2 separate regions of the Mus musculus genome follow, and region 2 is linked to region 1. The links are chromatin contacts, called in public HiChIP or PLAC-seq maps. All regions are on one chromosome and are shown on one strand. The core of a region is the stretch at or near the end of the contact, and the rest is flanking DNA. Distances in the headings are between cores, read along the strand shown.

Region 1 (5,833 bases), core at 1,865-4,364:
CTTCAGCATTGGGCTCTGAGACACTGGGAGAGCTGAGGATTATGCTAATAGCAGGTAGAAACTACATTTATGGAACACTTACTGTAGGCTCTGGCCTGTGCTAAGCCCTCACAGAATCCTCACCACGCCCCTGCTTGTAGCTCCTTCTGACAGATAAGGAAACCGAGGCTCAGACTCAAAGCCAAGCAATGCGATCACACAGCAGTCGGTCCCAGACCCAACCATTCCAGTCTCGGCAATAAGCCTGCCCCCACCCCCACCCCCGGGGAAGGGGAGCTTCAAGTTTCTCACCAAAGGCATCAAGCTGGACAGGGCCTATACCTGGTTTAGAGCAACTGGTCGGGGCACTGGTTAAGTGCCAGTGATGGGAGCATTGGGAGGGGGCGGGGCTTAGGAATATGCTGCAGGAATGGTTCATACACCTGCCCTGTCACATGAGACTCCAGGACACAGAACAAACACCTCAGTGCCACCCTGCCCCATTCAACCCTCAGACAGCTCTGAACTACTCATCCGGTGTGTTGCTCTTCTATCCGCCCCGCCCCACCCCCCCACCCCCACCTGCCCCTAGGTCAGGATCGCCACCCATTAAAGTTCTGTTACCATCTATAAACCTGTCTTCCACCAGGAGAGCCTGCCAGGGGCTCTGAGTAGCCCAGGGCCATCTCACATGAAGAAGGCTGGCTTTTTCACTATCTCTGGCAGGTGGGTTTCATGCTATATAACCCCCCCCCCCCCAGGGCTACAGATAGGAGCCTAGCAGGTATAAGGGAACAGGCTGGACTCACAAGGCCTGGCAGAAGTTACCACTGTGTTCAGTTCACCCAGGAAACCGTCCTAGGACAGGGGTGCCTCCCCTATGCCCAAGTCCTGGAGATTCTGAATGGGGTGGGGGGAGCACCGAGGCCAACCCACTGGAGCTGCCTGGCTGCGCATCATCACTTCTTTGACTTGAGCCTTGGGTTTCTCATCCACAAAATGGGTCACAGCACAATCCACTCCTGAGAAGCAGCTGAGATGCCGCAAAATGCCTGGCGCTCTGGAAGACGCCGGGTAAGCTGGCAACTCCCCACACACACCGCTCCCCCCCCCCCCCCCGTCTGGCGCTCACTGCCAAGCCCAGGGAGCAGAGGGAAAGGAACAGAAGGAGTTGCCCAACTCTGACAGCCTTTCCCTCTGCCTTGGCTGAGGGACTGTAAATACTCCACAGAGGGCCTCCAACCGCGTGTTTGTGTGTGTGTGTGTGTGTGTGTGTGTGTGTGTGTGTGTGTATCTCTGGCGCACACTCCAAGTTTGTTTCTAAGCTGGGAAGTGTTGAGAGAGGCCGGGCAAACAGCCCTGTGCCCACAGCCTCCCCTCTCCACTCCACCCCCAATCTGCTGTTGTGCCGCTGGCTGTCCTTGGAAGCTTGCGTGTAAAGAAACCCTTCAGCTGGAAACAGGATCACCCCACCAAACCTCCAAAGTGGCCTCCCCCCCCCACCCCGGTATTTATTGACCTGTTAATGGAAGAGCCTGGGAGGAGGCTGTAAAAATGGTCTGTAGAGAAACCCTGTCTCACCTGTCGTCCCCGCCCCCCCCCCCCATGGGAGCAACAATGCCAGCGTCTTCAATCTTTCCCCTAGAAACTTGACTGTGGCTATTTTACCCCCTATCTGGCCCTGGCAGTGATTGCTGGGATGGGCAAATGAGAGTAAGCAGGCTGTGGCTTGGGAGCTCTCTGGGCTCCATACTGTACAGGGCTGCTGCCAGAGTTCGGTGGGGAGAGGAGGGCTCTCAGCATCTCCACCTATCCCCCCTGGCCTGGTATTTGCTTAATGAGCATCTATTACACTGCTTGTCAAAGTCATCTTAAATGACAGAAGGGGAACAGCTAAGGCAGGAGTCCCAGCTGGACCATGGCCCCTTACCTTGAAGAGCAGGGGAGTTCCCTGAACTTACACAGACAGACAGACAGACAGACAGACAGACACACACACACACACCAGGAAGGTCCTGGCTCCCCTCTCTCTCTGGCTCAGGCAGGACATTCACCTTTTCAAGAGAAGCCTGTTTGAAGGCTGAAGCCCACATTTTTCTGGGGACCCTGGGAACTCCAGTTGCTGGCTGGGTACATGGTAGGGTTCATGGGGACCTCCTTTTAAGCATCCTGCTTAAAAGTAAGAGGTTGCTCTGTTTGGGAGTCTGGGAGACTCCAGACACTGCAGGAGACATAGGCAGAGTTCTGAACACCTGTCCTCAGGGGCAGGGACAGCTGGCACTGCCTGCCTCCCTCCCCCACCTCGAGTGGGGATTTAGGTCATAAGATTGCGGCCGGGGAGGACAGGGAGTTGGCCTTCACCTTCTACTACACCAAGGCATTCGGCCTTGGCCATTCTGGCTCCACTCAAAGCCAGCTGTGTTGTCACAATTCTGGTGACATCAAAGGTCGGGCAGTGATGTCACATGCAGCCCATTGGAACATGCTGTCTTTGTGAGTTATTTGTAACAATAGACACACAAATGTCTTGCCTGGAAAGACACCATCCTCAGACATGAAGTTTTGGGACTCCCTGTCTCTGAGCTCTGTCTCTTTAAGATCCCAAAGGTGGTTTTGTAGACCCCCTCCATGCTGGCCAACCCTGGCTGCCCCCAATCAATCTTTACAAAAGTACAAGATTCCCTAAGAATCTCCAGAGGACAGGGCCACCACCTTTGTTAGCTTCATGGGTGGGGTGCCTTTCCTCTGACAAATACCGATGTCAGTAGAATACCCACGAGGGTCCACAATCTCCACTCCAGCCAGTCCAAATAAGTTGTGTGGGCAGGACAAGGGTGGACAAGTAGCATTGCTGTCTCTGGGCACCCAACAACCTAGGGCCCTTTTAGGGCCAGTCCAGGTTGCCAGGTTGCGAGGAGCTGTCCCCAGCTCAAACCCAAAATTCTGCACCCCGCAACTCACCGTATCAGGCAGTCGGACGAAGGGCACCAAATCTCAGAGGCCACGACGCTCCGATCTGCGGGTTGCGGCCATGCAGGGGTGATAAAGATTGCTGGAGAAAGGCCCCCTTAGGGGGCCGATGTCTTTCTTCGTATGGAAAGGGGAGCCGTCGGTGAGGGCGATCCCTGCGTCCGGAAGCGCCGTCCGAAGTCGGAAAAAGGTTTTTTTTTCCCCCCTCTCAGTACCCGTCGCGTCCGCCTGGGACCCCGGCCGCTCGCGCGCTCAGGCGGCGCATCCTCGCAGGAGACTGTGCTCCATACGTCCGGCGGGAGGCGCTGCGCCTCCCTTCGGGGCCCGGCTCACCGCTGCAGCTCTGCCCGCGCCTCTCCCAGGGCGCCCTCTCCGTCCGCGCTGGGAGGCCGGCGGCCGCGGCCCCTCTCGCCAGCCCCAGCTGCAGCCTGTCTTTGTTGCTTCCTCTCGCTTGCCCTCCCGCCCTCGGCTTGCAGCTCCCGGCTTTGCTCAGAGGTGGAGAGTCCGTCTCCTCGGAGGGTTGCACGCACCTGCAGCGGCCCGGGCTCCTCGCCCGGCGTGCACCGGCCCCCGCAGGTTGCAGAGAGCAGCGCCGAGAATGAGCCGGCCCCTCCTCCTCCTGCTCCGAGCTCCGGGTGTGGGGGGAGGGGAAGCCGGCGAGCAGCGGCAGTGGCAGCCGCAGCGAGCGGCAGAGACTGGGATGTAGCCTCGCGGGCCTTGGCGCTGAGGACCAGCAGATCCAGCAGGCGCAGGGCAGACTCGGGGATGGAGAGCCGTGCACCCGGTATGGTGCTCGAGCGCCGCAGCAGCGGTCGGCGCACAGGTCTCTCCCGTGCCCGTGGCCCGGGACGGTTCGCGGGGCTCCCGGAGCCGCAACCTCGCGCTGCCCAGCACCCTCGCCTAGCCTCGGGCCCGGCTCTTCGCCCGGCCTGGCCGGCGCGCGCAGCCTCTTCGCAGAGCTGCCGGCCCGGCAATGCTGCCCGCTGCTCCGCTCCGGCACGACTGACAGGCGCGGGCGCCCGCTCCTGCCGCTGCGTCTCACCCCCGGTCCGCCCCCCGCGTTACGGCCCAATCAGCTGCAGCCGAGAGGCGGTTACCACGGTGACGCGGCGCCGCGTCCTCCGCGAGGCGGGGCTGGGGGCCGCCACGCGCGCTTTTCGCGGCAAAATTCAAAGGCCGGCAGGGCGGCTCTCCAACCTTTTTCCCCAAGCGGGGATGAGGCGGGTCCTGCTCCTAGAGGACTACAACTCCCGGCTTGCTGCGAGCCTAAAACAGGCGAAGGAGTCCCGATTGGAAGGGCAAGGCATGCTGGTTGTTGTAGTCCCTTTGTCGAAGACCTAAAGGGTTGAAAGCAGGTAATCCTATTCACTGAGTACCTGTTTGAGGGTAGGTACTATGCATTATTCCGTTTACTCTTGGAACAGGCCCTATGAGGAGTGTGTTAAAGATAGTAAAAATAGGTTGGGGTGACACCAAATGGTAAAGGGTGCGGTTTGCAAGACCCAACATCAAACCTTGGGACAACCTAAACACACACACACACAGAGCAAAGTGCATACTACACTTAAATTTTTCAAAACTGTGAGATTGGCTTTATGGCCTACATTTTACAGAGGAGAACACTGATATTTGACACTTGTTCTCAGTTTACGGACAAAACTAAGACGTGAAGCTTCCCGATTGCCTTTTCCACGGAGCGACTGGGGATGGTGGTGGAGTTTTGGGCATCAGCGCTGAGATCTGTGGAACACAAACCACATGCTGAATCCTTGGTCAGCTCCATCCCACAGATGTATACATTGACCGCGGGAGTCAGGCACTTAGTATTTTCTATGTTGCTCCTGTTGGTCTCAAACTCCTAGCTTCAAGCCATCCTCCTGCCTCAGCCTCCAGAGTGCAGAAAATATGACCACAAGCCACCATACCTGGTAAGGCTCCGGTTTGTCGTCCATTTAACAGGTAGGGAAACTGAGGCACAGTATCACCTAAAACTAAGTAGGTGTTTCCATTCTTACTTGCCTGACAGCCCACAGGTAGCAGACAGGGAAACTGAACCCTGGGAGACACAGATTCCTAAACTGTTAAAATGTCTGTCACAAGACTGGGCAGTAGTGTCACATGCCTTGAATCCCAGCACTTGGGAGGTAGAGGCAGGTGGATTTCTGAGTTCGAGGCCAGCCTGGTCTACAGAGTGAGTTCCAGGACAGCCAGGGCTACACAGAGAAACCCTGTCTTGAAAAACTGAATTAAAAAAAATGTATGCCACAAAAGAAGTTGAACACCCAGCTTTCCAGACAGAACTTCAGGATCCCTGCAGAAACGTAAAACATCAATCAGACACCCCCATCCAGCCTCCAAGACACCCCCATCCAGCCCCTTTAGGGGCTTTATCTTAGGGATGCTTAGTGATCTCAGGCTTTATCTTAGTGATGCCTGGCGTCCTCCCAGAACCTTGCCTGCGGTTGACCTTGGCCGTTTATCTTCAAGGCTTGGTGTCTGTAAAATGAGAAGACATATCTTAATCTCCTCTGTATCTGGCCGTTGTGGGGGGGGGGGCAAGAGAGAGCACCAGATGCACTCAGCAAGTGTTTAGTGGTGGTCCTCCATCCTAGAGGGCTGGTGAGCGCATCCAGGGTTTTGTGTGGATTGCAATCAGGCCTTAGCCTACTTTCAGGAGCCGAGCAGAGAGCAGAACAACCGCTAACTAGAACCTGGAAGAGGCACTGGCAAGGGACCTCCAGGGCAGGCCCAAGTAGGCCACACACTCCTTATCTGGGGCAGAAGCTGGCCCTGTTTCGGGTCTCAGATCAGCACTGTGAATGAGGTTCCAGCAGCCCCAGCCTGCCTCTGCACTTGGCTGTAGTTCCCAGTGGCTGCCTGTCCA
Region 2 (5,833 bases), core at 1,901-4,400, 280 kb after region 1:
TCACTGCCTTCGAGAGAATCCCTTACCAGACGAGGAACCCAAGAGGCTTAAAGGAGCTAAATCAGCTCCCAAATACTCCGGATAGAAATCTCCCTTCTTCACTGTAGGCCAGTCCCAAGAATCCACAGATGCAATCACGTGTCACGAAGCAGGCACTATGCAGATGGTCTTAACCTCACTCAGGATTAAGGCATAATTATGGTGAAGTACCAGCAGGGCCAGAGTATAGGGCCTTTTCTTTTCTTTTTTTTTTTTTAACACCTTTTTCTGAGTCTATAATTATTTTCAGTAAAATGTTAGACTGTTGCCTTTGGTTTGCCATATTTTAAAGTTACATAAAATATCCTCTAGTCACAGCAAGCCATGTGCTGGGAGCACCATGGCCCACCAGACGTGGATGCTTGCAAGCCCTCGGTCTCCTGCTCAGTGGATGACACAACTTCCCAACTTGTTACCAAATCCACAGTTCCGACTATTTACCATTAAAAAAATGAGATTTAAATGAGCCACCCACCCTTAAACACCACCCACCGCAGGCCGTAGAACAAGCTCTTGGTAGCTCCATGCCACTACACACTACATTCCCCTCTGCTTTGTCTGTCAGCCATGGTCTCATTAACACACACGGTGGTGAACGAGAGACCTTGCTTTAAACAAAGTTGAAGACTAGACCAACAGAGAGGTTGTACTGTGACCACCACACGGGCACTGACTGGCTCACGCACACACATCATATCATATACATACCGCCCCGCCCCCAACCGAAGATGGCTTTTAAAAATGGTGCTTTTATGAGTTTTAGACAACAGATGCTATATCTATGAAGGTTAGCCAGACAGAAGGGTTTTGGGACCATGGTGGTGATGTTAGGGATGAGAGATGAGTGATGTGGACGTTTGCAGGGGCCAGGATTGCTCATTTGGGTTCCCACTGCAGCCCTAAGTCCTGGTTTCTGGTGACCAAGGCTCATTTACAGCCTTGTTATGGGAGGGGTGTGAGTGATGGGGGTGGGGGAGGAGGTGGCTTCTCCTAAAGGAATCTACAGGGATTGCTGCACTAGGGAAGGGGAGTGGGGACAGTCACCTCCTCCCTCCTGAAGCTGCAGGTCTTCAAGTGGTTTCAGTGGCAAGCTTGACTCTTGCAAAGGGAACCTGGGAATTCACAAAGGAGGAGAGTTTTGGCTTAAAACAGTGCAAGCAAGGGAGCCAGGTCTGTGTGCTTACTCAAGAGACGTGTCTCAGGCTGCAGACATGGCTCAGTGCGTACAGTGTTCGCTGTGCAAGCTTGAGGGTGAGCCCCAGAACTCAAGAAAGGAGAGGGAGAAAGCATAATTTCTTGGGGGGTAGGGCTGTAGGGGGGCGGAGACAGAACAAACACTCACCAGCCAGCTGGTGTAGTGCACACAGAGGGAAATAACAAAAGGGGCCCTGTCACAGACATACACGCAGAATACACACACACACACACACACATACACACACACAAACACTACACACATACACTCACTCATACACATACACACACCATACACACACTCATACTACTCTCTCATACACATACTCATACACACTCATACTCTCACATACACACATTCACACACACACTGACTCTGTCTTACACATACACGCTCATCTTCACACTCACCCACATTTACACATGCTCTCACACACACATTCAAACACTCTCCACACATAATCACATTCTCTCACATACACATTCATACACACACACACACATGCTCACACACACCTTCACACTTACACACTCTATAATACACATATTCACACTTCATCACATGCATACACACACTTTCTCACACACTTACACATACATACACACTCTCACTCACACACATATACTCTCTCCCTCTCTCACACACACATTCACACTTATTCTCATATGCACACACACACTCTCTCGCACACTCTCATATACACACACACTTACTCTCATACACACTCTCTTATACACACACACTCACAGCCGCCACAACATTAAAAGCGACCCATGACCTTCTTTGAGGACATGCCTACCCCTCTCCCCTCTACCAAGCAATCAGGCTATGCCCACCCTCTGAAGCCACTTCCTGCACTCAGCACCCTGAGCCAGTTTGCAGCCATGGCACAGAAAGCCATCCCCATACACACACCTGGGCGGCCTCAGGCCAAAGCCTGTTGTGAGTGCTGGTTGCCAAGGCAACAGTATTTGGTGCTATAGAAATGGATAATTAGCTGAATGGATCCATGACAGGCTCTGGCTAGAGTTCCTGGTGTGGGAGGCTCCTGTGTGTGGTTACTGAGCTCTGACTACGTATCCCAGTGTTTCTGTGACCCTCTTTGGTTATCCAGGAGGAGACAATCCATCAATAAATCCTGTTCTCTAAACAGACATGCTGAGATCATTCTTCAGGAGCAGGGGGTGGGGGGAGAAAACGAACAGAAAACAAAAAACAAAACAAAACCAAAAAACACCCTTGTAAGTACATAAGCAGCATGCTACATTGAGGCTGTCTCTGCCATTGGTTTCTTTAGCTTCTTCCCAATGCCGACCCAGGCAGTCTGGATAAAAAAACTTACAGACACTACATGTCTAGGCACCAATCGTAATGGTTTTCTCCAACACTGGGTCACTGTCAGTGACCACTGTATCCAGGCTGACACAATCACCACCAGCTACCTGCGTGGCTCACTAAAAGAATAAGTAAGAGAACACTTCCATCCCCCTGCCACGCCAGCCACTCCTAAAGTCCTCAGAAACCACCCTTGTCCCATAGTCCCAGCCCTGGACGGTATGCTAGTGACCACTCTAGCTTCCCGCTCTTTGGTTCTAAACGGCAGCTCATCCCTTGGATGATGAAGAGTCGTCATCTACTTGATCACCTGAAACAAAAATTTTCACCCAACAAGTACGAAATTTCAGGTGCGAACCCAGTCCTTTCTTGCCTTGGAAGCCTGGGGATGGAAGGAACTGTCGCTTAGACTTGGTGGAAGAGAGGATTCCATCCTCCGGCCCCATTACCTTGGATCCCATGGTGTTTGTAGAGAGAGTGGCGGAGAGCAGTTGTAACCACTACTCTGCTGGAGCCGGGCAGCGCAGTGCCTGGCGATCCTGCAACGCGCGACACTCTGCATCAAGGTCCGTGGAGATTCTAGATGGCCAAAGTATAGAGCGGTGAATAATTCATACTGGGAGGCTGGGACTGCGCCTGCGGCTGCCCACCTGAGGACACACAGGGCCCTTCGAGGTTACAAGAAGTGGAAACCGGACCCATTGGATCACGTTACGCCACCGCTGACCTCTGATTGGTCCCTCTGGGCGGATGCCTGCTGACAAGGTAGGGCCTCTGAGCTGTGCTGGCACCTGCTCAGGTTCCACAGACACCTGCGGGGACTCTGCCCACACCCTCACACCAAAGCTGCAGTTAGTTAAGGTGAGGGTGCCTGTGTTGGAGACGACCTTCATGGCTCCCAGGTCCACCTTTACCATCCATCACATACAAGGCAGGCTTTCTCTCATGACTGAACGGCTGCCCTGATCTTCTCCGAAGCGAGAAGGTAATGGTGCTGATGGCCCCCTTTTCCTACGCCCCCCCCCCAGGACTCCAGACACATGTCTGTGGGGCACGATTCTACCTTCCTCTAGTTGTGCTTGGCTCAGTCTCAGCGCTTGGCTCTCCTTTGAGAGACAAGATGGAATGGACCAATGGGAAACATGGTTATACATTTCCTTAGAAACATCCAGGAAAAAAATCGTTCCTCCCCTTGGTTAGTGGTACAATGGGCATGCAAGCCCTCTCAGCCACCAGTGCCACCAGCCTGGGCCAGCCTGCTCTTCTGTTGCTATGGTAAATACCACGGCTGAAAGCAACTTGGGGGAGGGAAGAGTTGATTTCAGCTTATATGTTACAGATTATAGTCCATCATTAACTGAAGCCAGGGAAAGAGCCTCCCAGTTGGGACCCTGGAAGCAAGAACTGAAACAGATCACAGAGGAGTCCCCGTTTGCTGGCTCCCGCAGCTGCCTTTCTTATACAGCCAAGGGATGCTGCCGCCCACAGTGGGCTGGGCCCTCTTAAATCAATTAGTAATCAAAAACGTGGATTACAGACGTGTCCACAGGCTCCTCGGATAGAGGCCAGTTTCTCCACGGGCAGACGAGCCCTCTTTCCAGGTGTGTCTCAGTTTTGGTGTCACATGGACAAGAGAAGTCTGGCACAGTCAAGGAACGAAGGCTTCATAGAGAGAGTAGAACTGAACAAAACCACTTGGAAATAGAGTCGGGGACCGGAGGCCACTGTGAAGTCACTAGATGGAATTGTGCCTCTGTGACTTTTTCAGTTTTATAAGCCAGACTACAGCTGCAAACCTCTGATAACCTGATCAACAGCCAATTCCGGAGAGACTACCGTCTCCTCACAGGTGTAACTTGGCCGTTTGCAAGTTACAGGCAAAGAGCCCCGATTCTGAGATGGTATAGAACAAAGCCGTCCTTGACATCATCTGTGGCCTCCAACCAACTCCCTCCCCTTTCACCTCCCTGCCTTGTTTGTACCCATCTGTGGTGTGAGCCAGTATGCACCCAACCTCAGGTGTAAGAACTTCTTATTTACAACTAAGTAACCCCGGTCTGGGGGTCTCTACAGAGCATGACTCCCAAGGGCAGGCTGGAGATGTGACTCCGGCAAGCGCTTGCCCTGCCTGCAAGCAGTTTTACAGAAGTTGGGCGTGGTGGAGCTTGCTTGTTGGTTCAGTACAGGAGAGACAGAGGCAGTTTCCCGGGCTTGTCTGCCACTCAGTCTATAGGGAAGAGAGACCCAGCCTCGAAACACAAGGTAGCAGGCATCTGAGGAATGTTAACAACACCCCCTGGTCTCTGCACACGCATGCTCCTGCACACATGCAAAAACAAAAACCCAAAGCGAAGACACAACCACTCACTTTGTAGGTGTGTGGTTCTTCTTTAAAACTTTTTTGTTTGTACTGTGGGGCCTCAGCTCGGTGGCAGAATGTTTGCCAGACGGGCCAGTTCCAAGGCTCCACGCTGAGGTGTGTATACACACAGATTCCTGCAGATACACAGATACAGAGTACTTCAGGAGAGCCAGCGAGAGCTCTGTATGCCTGAAGCAGCCGGCAGTCTTCACCTCTGGTTTCTGATTGGTGTCAGTCAGCAAGTGCCGCTGGGAACTTTAGGGGCCTTACTGCTCCTTGCTTAGGACAAACAAGGTGCTCAGAAAGATCTCATTCGGGCGTCTCTTCAGTGAAGTCCATCCATTCAACCAATTGGTGCTTGCGCTTGCGTAGCGGGGATTTCCAAGATGGCGTTTTTTTTTTTTTTTTAAAGGATGGATGATTTTTTTTTAAAAAAGCCCTCATCTCTCAGGAGAAGAACTTGGGTGAATGGCTCCTGAGGCTCAGAAAGGGGTGGGGAAGGGGATGGAGACAGAAGCCAATGGGCTCAGGGTGGGTTAGACCGGAGAGGTAGCTTTTGTGTTCCTATAACACCTTCAGACAGCCCTCCCTGACATCCGGCCATGGTATGCTTTGGAAAGTAGCTCTCCAGGAAGAATTTTGAATATTTTCAGCAAGGAAAAAACGAAAAAACAATTGGGTATTGAAATGTTTCACTGCCCCCCCCAAACCTCCTCCGAAGTCTTCACACTGTCCAAGAAGGGCCAGTGCTTATCCGGAGGGACAGAGAGCTTACTAACAAGACGGGTACCACATGGTCCAAATGAAGTCCTTTAGCCGCATCCAGCTTTATCCAAGGACAGCTATCTTTTGAACACGGACCTTAGGTGCAGCTGGAGTGAATTGTATTCTGGGAATTAAGT

The links. HiChIP or PLAC-seq counts read pairs in DNA pulled down with a chosen protein or histone mark.
Region 2: a contact with region 1 is called in an H3K4me3 HiChIP or PLAC-seq map of stem cell-derived neural progenitor cells, with 2.8 times the contacts expected there. The contact joins the promoter of Myo1h here to the promoter of Fam222a in region 1. A contact is called at or near these places in 5 of 39 promoter capture datasets (the 3T3-L1 cell line, embryonic stem cells, hippocampal neurons and 1 more), 3 of 115 datasets of contacts at active chromatin or transcription factors (embryonic stem cells, pancreatic cancer cells and stem cell-derived neural progenitor cells) and 1 of 9 other capture datasets (embryonic stem cells).

What each region holds. Positions count from the first base shown.
Region 1 is chr5:114,565,532-114,571,364 of GRCm38.p6, reverse strand. It overlaps Fam222a (family with sequence similarity 222, member A), which reads right to left and starts at 3,114. Exons shown (of 3, transcript NM_001004180.1): 1 at 2,941-3,114.
Region 2 is chr5:114,286,570-114,292,402 of GRCm38.p6, reverse strand. It overlaps Myo1h (myosin 1H), which reads right to left and starts at 3,150. Exons shown (of 32, transcript NM_001164573.2): 1 at 3,019-3,150.